Linked DNA regions of Gossypium hirsutum: region 1 is linked to region 2. A link is a contact called in public Hi-C data. All regions are on one chromosome and are shown on one strand. Each heading gives the region's core, a stretch centred on a gene start, on an enhancer-like site or on the middle of the called end of the contact. The rest is flanking DNA. Distances are from core to core; before and after follow the strand shown.

Region 1 (2,973 bases), core at 309-2,808, 150 kb after region 2:
AAATGTAAAATTTGGTAAATATGCACACTTAACTTAAATCTTTCTCATTTTATCTCTTCTTGTCATTCCAAATTGGGATGATTTGTTTTTATGCATTCGGATGGAAAATGATCATACATCTCCTATTTTCTTTCATCTCACTTTTCTTTGTTAACAAGGCACACCCTAAAAGTTGCCACTCAAGGACTTGAAAGGTCCCTCCCTCTAGAAACTAACATCATTTACTTGTTCAAGCCATTTCTTCCATAATCAATTTACCACACTGTAGCTATAAGGTCCCTGCAACATCCCAAAATACCAGACTAGATTGATGCTAAACACTAGACTAACAAATTCCATGCGCAAATCGGATTCAAGATCCTGGTAAGCAATCATCATCTCTTTGTAACTAGTGATAACATATGAGAAAATAAGAAAGCGGGCAAGTAACGAAGACAAATATATCTTATATCTAGCAGGAAGCGAACATATTAATGCAAAGCATGACCATCTCGTTTGTTACTCATTTTGTCAAGCCACTTAACTGTAGATGAATGCACACAACCCGTATAACATGATCACAAGATTAAGAATAGTCAAGATCTGCTGACATGCACTTCAAATCTATGTTGGATCTATTTGCAATACAAGCCTATTAGGAAAGATACTAAATCTAAACAACAGATTTGCAAGAAACAAGCAATCATAACACCATTTACTTACAAGCTACTCACAGATCTAGATAAGCAAGACCCTTTTTTTCTCTAGTATACTGGTAAAAGGGAGATTTGTTAAACCCCATTTCAGATCAAACCAAACTCTTCAAGAATCAAAGTTAGTTTCTTTTCCCAAGCAACAACGAATTTCAAGAAAAAAATCTCCAAGAAGAAGGAAAACCTTATACGCTTATGATATTTGCCAATCTTTTATACAAAATCAGAAAAGAACTATAAATACCCAGATCAAAAAAAAAAAGGGAAAGGAAGACGAGAAAGTAGGAAAAGTGAGACCTTTCTTGACCAGCAGTGTCCCAAATCTGAGCCTTGATGACCTTTCCATCAACATTCAAGCTACGAGTAGCGAACTCAACACCAATAGTGGACTTGGACTCGAGGCTAAACTCGTTCCTGGTGAACCTCGAGAGCAGATTTGACTTTCCGACTCCGGAATCACCGATCAAAACCACCTTGAAAAGATAGTCATAGTCATCCTCAGCTCTGTAACCAGACATCTTTACTCTTTCACAGAACCACAGCTGTTACCCTCTTTCTTTGCGTCAAGTAAATAAACGAGTGTGTGAAAGAGGAGATGGCACGCGGCTTCTAAGTATATTAAAAGCCTCTTCTTTTGAGATCTGCCTAAGAAAAAAAAATCTAGTTGTTTTGGTTTTGGTATGAGTTGGAAATGTGAAAGACTGAATGTCTGCTCCGTTGGACTCCAGAAAATGTGGGGAAATATCCTTGAAAGTTGGGGCCTTTTCTGGAATGACTTCAATGCCTTCAAAATTTTTCACCTATAACGTCTTTTTGCTGCTGGAAAATGAGGATTTATGGGTCAATTTAACCATTGTTATATACGGTCTTTTGAAGTGGGAATGTTGTAATTTCACGACACTACTTGTTGATTTTTCGGGTTCTTTTCCCTTTTATTTTTAATAACACGAATAACGATGTATTAAGATTAATTTGTATTTTTCTGTTTTTAATAAAAAAATAAGTAAATTAATTTTTATATTATTAAAAGTTAATGTAACTGATGAAATAATCAGACAGTGCCACTCATGTTAACGCATATGAATCAATTTTTAATCATAGAAATAGATAAAAATTTTAATAAAAAATTAATTTATTTTTTAATCTAACATATAGAGACTAAATTGCCATTTTTTTAGTTAAGATGGCAAAATGTAATTCGACTCTTAATAAAAGAACATTCATGATAATTTTACTAGGAATAACTCGTTGAATCCAAGTTGTGGCTTATTGTCAAAGTATCTACTTTCCCCAAAAATTGCATGGGTTTGAATCATTATTATACCAAAATTTCTAACCTATACAAGCTAGAAATATTTGTTACAAATATTGGTATACCATTAGAAATTTTAGTATTAACTTGTAATTAGGTGATTTGGTTAAACATTTTTCTAAGTTTTTTTCAAAGGTGTACAACAGAATTGTCAAAAAAGAACCTTCAAGTTGAATGCTTTCGATGATATATTAGCAATGTTGTCTGAACCCAATTGAATCAATTGGCCGAATTGATTGGATCAAAGTGGTCGGGGTATCGATTTGGAGAGTGACAAAAAACTAGTAGACCCAGGAGCCAGTACAGATCGGTTGAACCAAACTCAAAAACTAGTTGAATCGATAGTTAAATTGGTTGAACCTAATTTTACTTTAATTTTTAATATTTTTTATTTTTTTTGATAATTTATTTGCTTTGAACCAAATAGACTGGTTAAATCGGGAACAGGTGGTCTGATCGGTTTAACCACGGGTCTAATTTTAAAAAAAAATGGATTTTGATTATCGTTTTATGCTAAGAGTGGTGTATACTATTTATTGTAGTCTCTTTCTTCTTCTTCTTCTTCTTCTTCTTGATTTTGTTATTAAAAAATAGAACATATTTGCCCTTTTTCATAATAAAATATTAATATTTGATTTCTCAAAATATTGCTATTGGAAATTAATTTCTAAAATGTTTTTTTAGGGTTTTTTACCAAAATAATTAAATAAATACTGAAATGAGATAAAGGCAATAATATTTACGAATCTAGGTAAGAGCTACAGTAAAAAATCGGTGCTGCTTGACCAATCAGCGGCACCCCTCTCCCCAGCCATTAGTCACATCAGGTTTTAAAAATATATATATTTTTATGGGTGCCGCCTACTCAATCGGCGGCATTGGACTGAAATGTGATGACCTAAAATATTTAGGAACCTAATATGTAAATTTTCCATTTTGATTGAAAAGCTTTAAGGGTGCCACCTACTT
Region 2 (2,742 bases), core at 202-2,701:
TTTATTGATAATGTCGTCAATTGAGTTAGTATTACAAGTTAATTCGATATCAACTTAAAAAAAAATGAAAATGTTATAATAAACAATTGAAGTGCATTTAATATTCTTAATATGATGAATTTTCTTATTTAAAGTTATTTTTATTTATAATTTAATTTTTTTAATTTCATTAATATTACATATGTGTTATTATTAATTTTAAAATTTACATTTTATTATCTATTGTATATTATTTATAAACACATTGATATATTTTAAAAACATAATTTTCAAATTTCCATATGGAAAAAGAAGATATAAAACCGGCTTCACAAAGCAACAAAAGTGGTCATAACTCGTAATAAAAAACACAAAGGCGACTGCATATATTTCTTTAGGATATCATCGACACAGATAAATAACGTTGGTTATTAATATCTAGACTCCACCTAAGAATCAACTCTCTTCGCTAAGCCTTTCTCTGTCCATTTCATTATCCTTAGAACATGTCCCAACCGGACATCAAATTTGGACATGTTTGGAGAAATTGGTTCATCCAGTTTATCAGAAATTTGTTTCGAATCTCCCATTAAATAGAAGAGCAGACCTATGTTCAACTAGAAATATCAGTACTTCACTTCCGAATTATACCTGGAGAGGGAAAGCAAAAGAATTTTAGTGTCTGAATCAGAAAATAATTTCGAATTCATGATGGTCTCAAACTCTAGAATTTGGAGAGGCAAAATATCAGGAAAATAAATAATGATTAAGCATTTATATAAGCCATATTAACAAACAAAACAAGGGTTTGCTACAAAGAAAAAAGGAAAGGAAACATTGTCTTCTTTGAATCTCAATAGAGTAATTCATTGAGTTTGTAGTGCAAAAGAATAGCCGGACAAATCTCCTTTGGCAGAGTGCACACTACACTACATCAAAGAATGAGCTTTAAATTTCACCAAAAAAAAAAAGAATGAGCTTTAAAGTGACATTCTGCCAATGGAGAAATTGCCCTGTAATGCAGTTGCACCTTAAGTCATCGCCCTTGGTTGGGTTTGCCACACTGCCTTAATTCTCCCTTATTTATGCTGTCCTGGAAACAAGCATATTCAATGGAACAATGCCTAAATGTTGCTTTTTATTCTTGAATGAATGACATTGACTGCCACCTGATTGTTCATATTTAAGAATTCCAGTGAATAATCGCCAATATAAACCAATATGCTTCCTTGAATGTTTTCATCAGCACCCAACTGTATTTTCACAAATAGAGAGAAAAAAAAGGGAGTTTTGGAGAATACCTTTGGCATGGAAGATCCAAAGAATGTTCTCTATTTTCTATATCTGGTGTGGATGTCCCCATTAGTCAACCAGCCAAATGAACCTAAAACTTCTGATTTATGCAGAAGCTCGAAGCTGCATTTTCTAAAGGCATGTTCTTTTGGGCCAAATGTCAAGCCCGACATATGATTTATATGGATTTATGGCCCATAAATGGTTTGTTCTTTCTTTGTTCTTTTTCAGGCTTGTTAGAGGGGTTACACTGCAATCAAAGGGATAACTTGGATTTACATTCGCTGTTTTTGGAATTTGTAACTTTGCCCTGTGTTATTTATAGGACTGTAGACGCTGTTACGATGCAGAGCTGAAGAGTATTTCAGCTTTCTGATAATTTTACAGAGTTTGAGATTCTTCATTTCCTTGCAAAACAACAGATTGGGTATCCCCATAAGGCTTGTACTACATCCCAGTAATCAATGACAAACTTTAAGAAAGAAAAAATATATATTTACATCATAAATCTGATCTATAGATATATAAAATATATTTGCTAATACTGGTTTTCGACATGAAAATAGTAGAAAGAAAACCTAAACCCAAATGAGACATACATTTACATATTGCCTTTAGCCTCTTGTTTTGGGTAAAACAATTGTTTATTTCCAAAGTAAAACTTAAAGCATAGTGTTTGGCAAGATGCAAGCAAGGAAGATAGTTTGGTCATGTGAGTCCGGATTCACTGGACGGGAAGATAAAAAAGGGAAAAACAGCTTCAACATATAGACAAAATGGGTAGAAAGTAGAGCCTCCTTTCACAAACTGAGAGGGAGATGTCATGCACAAATGGACAAAGGAAACAGATAAAACTGATGGGTTTAAAAACATATCCAAATATCAGAAGATTATTGGGACAGATAGAGAGACCCCCCTTAGAGGTTTCAAAACAGAGCTGGTGTGTCACTAGGGTATACGCCAATAAAAGCTAAATATATGTGTGATTTAAAGGGGGATGGATTTGGGAAGTTGTGGAGCTACTAAAATAAACCTAAACTATACAAATGATCACCCAATTATGTTCACTTTTTTTTTTAAGTTAATTTTAAAAATTTTCATTTTAGGTATTAAATTTTATATTAATTTTTATTTTGGTCATCCGCTATTAAATTGATAACGGAAATAATGATATGACCTTTTTCTAACTGGCATAAAAATACATTTAGTCCTCAATACTTGTATATTCTATCAATTTGATCCTTAAATTTACTAACCGAAGCTTTCAGCTTTTAAAATAGAGGCATCCCATATCTTTAAATTTATAAACCTCCCCCCCCAAAAAAAAACTTCTTCAATTATGCAAATATAACATGTAATGGATAACACATGAAAATATATTGTTGCTTAGAAACTAAACAATTGGATCAACACTAAACATCCAAATCCAAATAACCAAGCTTAAGAAACATAAAATCTAGCAATAGGTAC

The links. A called contact is a pair of places that touch in the nucleus more often than the background predicts.
Region 1: a contact with region 2 is called in a Hi-C map of leaf, with 3 times the contacts expected there. The contact joins the promoter of LOC107901705 here to the enhancer-like site in region 2. A contact is called at or near these places in 2 of 34 Hi-C or Micro-C datasets (both in leaf).

The regions. Positions count from the first base shown.
Region 1 is chrD06:49,778,507-49,781,479 of Gossypium_hirsutum_v2.1, forward strand. It overlaps LOC107901705 (ras-related protein RABA1c), which reads right to left and starts at 1,559. Exons shown (of 2, transcript XM_016827797.2): 1 at 990-1,559. The coding sequence starts at 1,210.
Region 2 is chrD06:49,630,515-49,633,256 of Gossypium_hirsutum_v2.1, forward strand. No RefSeq gene overlaps it. Among protein-coding and RNA genes, the nearest start is that of LOC107900370, 30 kb to the right of the region's middle. Within about 2 kb of position 1,452, at least 2 of the 9 cell types and tissues checked have an H3K27ac peak or open chromatin away from gene starts, as enhancers often do. A contact at or near this core is called in leaf, where this site is marked.